Linked DNA regions of Hordeum vulgare: region 2 is linked to region 1. The links are chromatin contacts, called in public Hi-C maps. All regions are on one chromosome and are shown on one strand. The core of a region is the stretch at or near the end of the contact, and the rest is flanking DNA. Distances in the headings are between cores, read along the strand shown. Region 1 has its middle 230 kb from the start of LOC123426527. Region 2 holds the start of LOC123426528 (F-box protein At5g50450).

What was found. A called contact is a pair of places that touch in the nucleus more often than the background predicts.
Region 2: a contact with region 1 is called in a Hi-C map of seedling, with 4 times the contacts expected there. The contact joins the promoter of LOC123426528 here to the enhancer-like site in region 1. A contact is called at or near these places in 3 of 6 Hi-C or Micro-C datasets (leaf and seedling) and 1 of 1 datasets of contacts at active chromatin or transcription factors (embryo).

What each region holds. Positions count from the first base shown.
Region 1 is chr2H:429,807,239-429,812,084 of MorexV3_pseudomolecules_assembly, reverse strand. No RefSeq gene overlaps it. Among protein-coding and RNA genes, the nearest start is that of LOC123426527, 230 kb to the right of the region's middle. Within about 2 kb of position 2,769, at least 2 of the 3 cell types and tissues checked have open chromatin away from gene starts, as enhancers often do. A contact at or near this core is called in leaf and seedling, where this site is marked.
Region 2 is chr2H:430,140,646-430,145,491 of MorexV3_pseudomolecules_assembly, reverse strand. LOC123426528 (F-box protein At5g50450) reads right to left here and starts at 2,986. Exons shown (of 3, transcript XM_045110369.1): 1 at 2,143-2,986; 2 at 1,875-2,037; 3 at 808-1,773. The coding sequence starts at 2,375. The coding sequence ends at 1,018.

The DNA of each region.
Region 1 (4,846 bases), core at 1,520-4,019:
AGATGGTTAGGCGCCACTCGTCTGGAGCATCCAACAGTAAATTATGGATTGTCGGGTGACCGAGTCTGTGAGGTTTTGAAAGTCTGCCATAAAGACTTACCACGAGTGTTGGACGAGGACTGTGTGTCCTTAGCTCAAGGAGAATAGGGAAGGACTTAGTGTCCACAAACTGTGTGTCCTTTGGTTTAAATACCAAGGCGCTCCAAACGAGACGTACGACTATGACAGTAGTTGGAACTGGGTCATCAAATCACTGTCTTCAGTGAGTACCTGGTTCTATTTCCTCAACCCTTCTATTTCCTCATTTACGTGTTGATGAAATTGATTGTTACTGTTTGAAGAATTTAACTGAAGACTTTCTCAATTTCCTCATCTTAAATTCTTCACATCACTTGTTCTTCACCTGCTTATCCTGATCACACTACTTGCGCTAAGTGTTTGTTTCATTTCATCATGATGGCCATACTTTTGTCACGTAACGCTTATGCCCGATTACTTATTCCGCTGCAAGTTGTTCGTGACTTAGCAATTTCCTCATAGGGAAATTTCTCAGTGACAAATTCATAAAAATCGCCTATTCACCCTCCTCTAGTCGATATAACGCACTTTCACTCCTAAATCCAAACACATCGTAAGGGAAATGCTAATGGTCTACCAGCTGATCGCGCAAAGAGTTCTGCCACCACGCGGTTGTTGGATTATCCTTGATCCACATGTCCTAAGTAGGCACGCATACCGTTTATCTTATCAACAACGATGTTGCAAACCACGTCAGCGAACGACAACGAAAACTTAGACAAGCCTTTTGCAACATGAGCTTTGATGTAAAAAAGTTGCAACAAAACCTTAGTTGCAAAAAATATCTGCGACAAAAACTCTCTTGCAAAAAAAATCCCCGTAACACACCCTATGTTATAAAAGAAATCTTGTAGCATAACATATGTTACAAAAGAATCTGAACCATAATTTTTATTGTTAATGTTTCTACAACAAGACCTTGTTATAGAATAGAGAAATTCGTCAAGCAGCTAAATTGTGCCGTATCTAACGCCAATTCGCTGGAGGACGCCCGCTTGAGGTGACGGATCTTTTAAAAAAATTCGTCGACCGACGTGTAGCATCCCCTTTTTCTAAACACTTATCTTTCGTCATGCTTAAAACGCATGCACATTGCTTTGGATCTAAGATCCAATAAATTGAAGCTCGTATTATAATACAGACCCCCTGAATACGCAATGACCTCAAGGGCTATGGGTTGCTCGTACTGACAAATACTATGTGTCACCCAAATATTCTGGTTGCACCAAACATTTTATGTTGTTTTTATAGGGCTTTAAATTGTTTTGCACCAGTTTTTTAGGGTTTCTTATATTTTTGAAGGATTTCCTTTGGGTATTACTTGCTTTCCTTTTTTCTTTGGTTTTGATTGGTCTCCTCTTTTGTTCTTTGGTTCAGTGATTTTCTTTTGGTTTTTCTTTTTTTTTCTCTTTTTACACATGTCTAATTTTTCATACACGTTGAGCATTTTCTATATATATTTATATGCATTGAACGTTTTGAAATATGTGATCCACATTTATTTCTAATATATGTTTGGATGTCTATTTATATGCATACACATTGTACATTCTTGGGATAGATATAAAACAGTTTTTATAGACACTTATCATTTCGAATATATGTGTTTTTACAAAAAAAATAGTATATGTCAAAATTAAATTAAAATACACATTGAAACATTATTTAATGACTCGAAACATTATCAAGCTATGCAAACAGTTTTTTAAATTCTATATACATATTTAAATGAAAAAAATATGTTTTTTAAACACGTGGATATTTTTTAAAATGTAGCCTTTTTATTGAATGGTCCATTGTAATTACATGAATATATTTTTTACATTTTATAAAGACTTTAGTAATGTCACATAAATTGGTTTTAAACTATTGAATTTTTTAATGCTATGATTTTAAAAATAAATATTAACAACATGTTTTAAAGTAGAATTTTTAGGATGTCAACAGATTTGAATATGGAGTTCTTAAAGTTTCTAAAGTAATTCATATACTTTTATAATATATGTATTTACATGGTATTCTAAACCTGAGCAAAAATCTTTACCTAATAATAAAGAGGCTATCGCTTCCGTTGGAAAACCCACCGAGGTGATTTTAAAAAAAGCCCTTACTGTTTATGACATTAAACTCGTAGTATATATTAAATGATTTTTAAAATACTCATATCTTTTAAACCGTAACTCCAAATTTAACATATTATATATGGAATTTGATTAGAAAAATATGTAGAATTTAAATATGATATTATTTTATCTGTTAAACGTTTAATAAAAATACTATCTACGGTGCAATCTTAATAAATAAGTCATTATTTGTCTTTTTTTCATACCGGTACTCATCCGGGTTGGGGATGAACATGTCAACAAAATCAGGATTAGAGATGAAACTGAAGGTCACTTGACTGATTCTTTGTACGTACTAAATCTACATGCAAGCCGTGTTAAAATAGAAGACCTCTGAAATTTTAAACTGCATTTTTGTAGGATAAGACGATCTTTATTTGTGTTGTAACTACAAATTCTGAGATTATAGATCATTTTTTATAAATTAAGAGCGTGTGGTATTTCTTTCTTCCGTTACAACGCATGAGCCCTTTTGCTATATAATAAAAATAGAGAAAAACGACTAACATGTAGGAAGCTAATTGGTCCGGGCCGTGTGGACGCTCAGGGTAGGCGCGAGTCCCTGATCTGTCATACATAGCCGTGCCCCTCGGTGGCCTAGACAAAGAGAAAATGGAAAGAACCACGTACAGGGCCGACCCGAATTTTAAATAGATTAGAACATGTATAATGGTTGATCACTGCACACGGCCATCAAACCTCACACAAACACAGCAGAGATGTACAACTGATCACTCAACCACACAGTTGGATAAAGCCAACCATACATAGCCAAAGTTTGTAATCTGGATGATGCTTTTCCAATGAGTTGCGCTGCCCGAGCGAATTCTGAACTGCATCGGGCGATAGCTTGACCTCATCGTAAAGTAAGCTAACAAACAACTAATCATGTATGGAAACAGAGTAGGATTTCTCAGTAAGCCTAGCCACAAACCAACAGGCATTGATGTGGCAAGCATTGTCCGGTTATACTTGACACTTGACAGCCTCCTAATTTATCTACAAGGGTTGGTGAGGCACTTATGCATTTTCGGGCATAATTAACATGTACTGGTGGCGGTCGGATAAGACCAATCGATGTGGATTGCATTTGCGCGGGCGAGTTTGGTGCGGTAGATGGGGTTGCCTTTTTTCCAGATCGTTTTCGGTGTGAATGAACGCCTTGTATTTAAACTCGTTTTGTCAAGGCTAATATGGGCCATGGTAAGCAAAAAGCTAGTAGTAATAATACTAGTAGTAGGGTTTTTGGTGGTTGGAATTGCAGAAGGGCACAACTGAGAAAAAGTCAAGGCAATCATACATGCGTCTCCATAGATGGTCTAATGCTACGCTGGATTTGCGGCAGTTTGACGTCGAGTTGAAAGAGTCACGAGGCAAGGAAGAATTGAAAGAGTCATCGACGGAACATATATATATACTACAAAATAAAAGACCTATCTTGCTGTTAAGAAAGGTGCTGATCGAATAAAATCCATTTTCCTCATGAAAAGGTAGGTGTATGGCACTCCGGCCTTAATGTTTTTTTATGACAATTTCAGTCACAAGCGAATGATAAATTTCAATGACATATGGTAAATTTTTGTCAAAAATAAATTGAAGCATGAAAGTTCAAAATTACCATGTGTTTGTACAGGGCCGGTCCTGATAATTCGGAAGCCCGGGGTGAACAAATTGGAGGCCCTTAATATATAAGTAATATAATATACTAGCAAAAGAGTCTGCGCGTTGCAACGGAAGAGAAAATAACACACGCTCTAAACGTAATATATTTTCACATGGCATCACATTTGTGTTGCCGACGATAGCTTTAGTGCTCACACAACGAAAACGCGTTTGAATGTACAATCACTCGAAATAAGATAAGAAATATGTTGTTTCTCCCCACGAGGTTTTCCAAAAGTGTGCATGTGTTGTTAACGATGTTTTTTTTCCTCTCAATTTGGTTTTAATTTAATGGATGTTTATTGAAATTCGTATCATCGTCGGAAAGAGAGAGAAAAAAGAACTGTGCACTACAGATTAAGTTTGCACCAAAAATAATATTTAAGAAGTATTCAACAGCTAAAAATAACATCACATTTAGATTCTACACCTTTTTTTAATCAAATTTCATATATAACATGTCAAAATCGGAGTTACGGTTTAAAAGATATGGATAATTTTGTTTTAGATAAAATATGGATTGATTAACTGAAAAGTTAGGGTTTTTTTGTTAAAATCCGGACTGCGGGTTGATTATCTGAAACATTTCGGGGTTTTTGGAAAAATGCAAAAAAACAATTCGTTTTCTGACTTAAATCCGGACTGCGGGTTGATTACCTGAAACATCAGGGTTTTTTTAAAAAAATGCAAAAAACTATTCGTTTTCTGACTTAAATCCGGACTGCGGGTTGATTTCATGAAATGTCGGGGGCTTTTTTGCAAAAACGCCATGACGGACGGCTAAAGCGCTGCGTGCTTTATTATTAGGGAGAGATGTATAAGTAAGTATATATAAATTATTATCAGTAACACTTGGATGCAATCAAAATCAACCCTAAACCTATCAAATAATTTGTACGTATTACCGTAAAAAAATCTAACCTTCCTCGACGCAAAGTCACTTATCATGGGATCGATGTCAAACTCAACCAATAATTTTTCTC
Region 2 (4,846 bases), core at 1,737-4,236, 330 kb before region 1:
CCTCCTTGTTATGAAGTATTGGGATATGAAATACCTGAACTGAAGCAGGATCACAAAAACCTTGCAGTGATGGATTCTATCTACGAGGGACTAAAGACAAGACAGTACTGGATCGTGTAACCTAGTTCGGCGGTAGCCATCCATTCATACGCATATCCAAGTTCCAACTCGCTGCTGCTACTACCCTCGGCAAGAAGTTAAAACACCGGTACAAGGACGCGTCGATCTGCTTGTCCCGCACACGCACGTTGACATATGTGCGCCTGAGGTTCCGCCTCATCACGGTCCACTACTAGCGCCGAATCTATCGCGATTACACACACACACTTGCAGCAGCCGGATATTTGTCCTTGACAAATGACAAGGCATCACTCGGCGGTGCACGATCCCGTCGGGCGCACTACCTTCCACACGTTCCATATCCGGTCCACAGGATGCGATCCTCCAAATCCACTACCGGGGCACGGGCATCCTACGTCCAGCGCTAGCTTTGTTTCCTTGAGATTTCTTCATTTTCATATTATTACAGCCTCCGGAATGGACTGAAATGGCCTCTTTCTTCTTCGTCACGAGATGGGCCGAAGCAGACGGGGGCGATAACTGCTATAGAGTATAAGGGGAGCGTCGCGGTTGCAGACGCACGCGCAAACCGTCGTGCTGCAGCCTGCAGGGCGTATTCAACTTCAGGGCGATTTATTTCCCGTGTCGCGTTTCAGTTGCTCTCACTGCCATTTCTGTGACAGGGTTGGCAGGTGGGCACCAGGAAACAAGGGAAACTGCAGAACTTTCGACGTCACATTTCACATCTCCACGAAACATTGTACTCCCGCTGTATTAGTCTGATTTTTTTTAGGTTAATACTAAAAATTTTCCTTCATAAAAACAATCCGCAAGTAACCAGACTCGGCTAAACTCACCTTTACCGCAGCGACCATGTACAGAGGAGGTTCGGAAAAAGACCAATGGAAAAAAAAAGGAAAGAACTGGCCAGAAACGGGTGGTAGGACACGGCGGCGATTACAGCGCCGGAGCGGCCACGGCGACGGCATTGGGGTTGGGGTTAGCGTTGGCGCCGTCGAGCCACCGGTCCATGGGCGTGCACTCGGCCTTGTGCGCCATCTTCCAGTGCAGCGCCTGGCACGCGCGCGAGCAGTAGTTCACCACGCCGCACACGGAGCACCGCCGGAACTCGTGCCGCCGCGTCTCCGGCCGACCGCACAGCGCGTGCGAGCACAGCCGCAGGCCCCCGCCGTCGTCCGCTGGTGCTGGTGCTGCTGCTGGGCTGCTGCTCTCGCCGCCCAGCGGCCGCGACGCGAACCACTCGACGAGGAACCGGTTGGCGGCATGCGCCTCGCCGGCCGCGGCGACCGCGGCGCGGCACCCGAAGTCGCTGAGCAGGCACGAGTGCCTCCGCGAGGCCTTGCCGCTGCTGGCCGCCGCGCGGAGCAGCGAGGCCGACGTGGTGACCGCGGCGGCGAGTTCCCGCGCGTTCGCCTGGATGAGGAGGCGGCGCCCGTCGAGCAAGGAGCGGCGCACGCCGTAGCCGTCCTGGAGGCAGTGGCCGAGCTCGCGGAGCGCGTCGACGTGGCCGAGCGACGCCGCGCGCGCGCACAGCGCAGCGCCCGCCCGGAGGTCGCGGTCGTCCTTGCTGCCACCGCTGCCGTTGAACTGGATGACGGCCAGCGAGTAGAGCGCCTCCCGGTGGCCACCCACCGCCGCCGCAGCCATCAGCGCTGCTCCCGACCCCCGGCTCCCCAGGCAGTAGAAGCGGATCTATAGCGCACCAAAAACAATGGAAACATGGGTGAGTCAGTTACGATCGCCAAGCACAAAGGAAACATGGGTGAGTCAGTTACGATGGCCATGGTTCTTACCATGCCAAGAAGGTAGCATGCGTCGAGGTTGCCGGCGTCGGCGCAGCGCTGCAGGAAGCGGTGGGCGGAGTCCGACCAGCTTTTGGCCCGGACGGCGAGGCACCGCGGCGACACCTTGGCAAGAACAACCTTGCTCTGGCCCAACTCCCTGAATCTCTTGCACCTGCACGCACATCCCCGTAAGAACTCCATCTCCATCCCAGCGACAATCACGAATCGCATTCATCCATCGTAATACTACAAGAAAGCAGAGGAAACAGGGACGTACGTCATGGTGGCGCCGGCGAGGTCGGCCGGCGAGCGGGCGGACGCGGCGACATCAGCAAGTATGGACAGCAAGAGGTCATCCGGCAGGTCCTCGAACATGTCTCCGACGGCAGCGGCAGCGGCAGCACACCCCGCCGCCTCCATGGCCGTCCTCCGCCTCTTCCGGCGGTGCATCTCCGGCTCCTCTGCCGCCGGCTCATGGCAGGAGTAGCAGGCGCCACGCCTCGTCTTCATGCCGCCTGCCCCCGTTCCACGATGCGGCGTCCGTGTTACGTCGTTGCGGGCGGCGAGCTGTTGCAAGTCTTGGACGGTTGCGGGGAGAAAGAGAAGAGAAGAGAAGAGAGATGGTGTGTCCGTAATGGCGAGAATGGGAGAGGATAGGAGTTATATATAGTCCTAGGAGGGAGCAGGGGGTGCGTGGCTGGCTACACAAGGAAGGAGGATGCCCTCCGTTCCGTTCCGTTGCAACGGAGTGGTCAACAGGGACGCTGACCGGAAGGAGGGAAGGGGGGTTGCTTGGGGGGGAGCACGCTTGGATGCAAAGCCTCTCCTCCCTTTCTTGATCCTCCCACCCTCCCTTCTCTCTCCTCAGCTTTTTCTTGATTTCTCCTCCTCCCAAATTTCGGTTTCTGGTGTTTTTGTTAAGGGTGGTGAGGTGGTGGGGGCTGGCCTTGCCCATTCATGATTGTGGTTAGTGTGTGCATCCTCTCTTTGGCAGCCTTTGCTTTGCATGCCGCCTTTGCTTGGCTTGGGTTGTTTGCTTCATTTGTTGCTGCCTTTGTTTCTCACTCACTTGGGGCTCCCTGTTTCTTTCTCTTCTTCTTTCTTCCCATGGGGATGGATGTACTACATACATGATACAAGGTAGGTTGGTGACATGACATGGTGGATATATCTTGCTGGATTATACATAGATGGTTTTGGCGTTTTAAATGGCGACATGTTATGCCTTGTCAATTGGAGTTGGCAGGCACAACCACATTTTCGCTTCACATATCTTGCATTGGCATTGCTACCGATTCAAGTTTTGCCTAGCTAGCTAATTTTGGTCTTGTCTCTATAAAGCCTATCAGCGATGTTTTTGGTCTCAAGGGACCGGGGGTTGCTTCCTTTGCGTTGAAAATGCTGGATGGATGGATTTAACCACCCTGCTTGCTTCTCCATGCCACATTGCTTTCAGCGGATCTTTTCTTGGAGATACAACTTATTTCACATGTTTGCAAACATGAAAATGCCTCTGTCTTGTCTTTTTTGGTCTGGATGTAATGGCTACATTAATTATGTGATTTTCGGTACTGCTGGACACGAAAAAGGTAACCATTTACGGTGAGATTGCAGAATCATGGACGGATGGAATGTGCACCGGGCCTGCCTTATTGGTACACCTCATTTAGAATCGCGTGTTTAAAACCGAAATGTTGATTAACTTCCCCCTCCGGAAGTCATTACTACTACTACAGTATTTGCTTTCTATATAAAAATATATGAAAAATGGCAAGTAAAACAGCAATCCTGGAAGCACGTGATTATGTCTTGCAGGACTTTGCGATAACAGTCTTGCTTGCGCAAAGTGTATCAGTTATATATTGTGTTAAGCAACAACTTTTCCATGCCTGCGCTAGCTGTTTTCCGTGCGACACACACGGCCGGGGGAACGTGCTTCCATACTATAGCAAGAGAAGCTAGATCCTCATCCTAACCTCAACCAAAGGGTGATAAAAACGTGGTCAAGGCTAATTAACCACCAGAAGAAGATATTATTGTTGTCGACGAATTGCTTTTTTTTTTTTCCTTTTACATTGGCCGGGTTAACCCAGCCTTGCAAGAAAAGGAAAGCAATGACATGGGAAGGAGACGAAAGGTAAACCAACTGGTGGATTGGATTGGAAGATGGCGCCTGGAAAAACTAGCGGCCAAGTGAGGAGTTGGCGGTTACGCTTGCAGGGTTCTAATCACAGGACGGCATTTTGGACACGGCTAAACGGATCGGTAAAAACGGCACTAACTAATAATTAACCGTCTTGGACCAGAGATTAACGGCCCAAATCGGCCATGCCTAAGCTAAGCTGGTGCCGTGTTAATGGAGTGGCCGAGCGAGGCCTTCTTTTCTAGCCTCGCATTGCTTGCCGCTCCATCCATATAGCTGTTGGCTGTAGCTCCTCCCTGATATTTTGCCTCTGCCTTGCGTGGCGTCCTCAGGTTTTACGCCTCCCAATTTTACTCTCATTGTGTCCAATGGATTTAGGCGACCTGCTTTTTTAGCTACTACTACTGGCTACTGGTAGCAGGCTTCCAGAACGGACACATGACCGCGGCAACTTGTCATCATTTTGTTCGCACCACAGGTTTCATTGGTTAGTCCACATGTTTTTTTTAAAATCGGAAGTAAAAGATTTTGGTTCACCTATTAATTAAGAAAAAAGTATAGTTTGTTACATGAGTCATACCTTACATGGCATGGCATGAATGACTCACACACAATAATATTTTCTAATTTCTTCGTCCCAGCGGTGATCTAAAGGTTGGTCTCGTAGTCAATGCTGTTTAGAATGATGATAGAAGGGGCGTTCTTGTGTCTCAAGGTAGGTGCATTCCTCTTGTTCCACACGGTCCATAATACGAGCATGATGAGAAAGGTCATAGCCTTCCTATTAGAGACTCCGACGCCGGTCCTGTTCGGCCACCACTTCTCAATCGAATCTTGA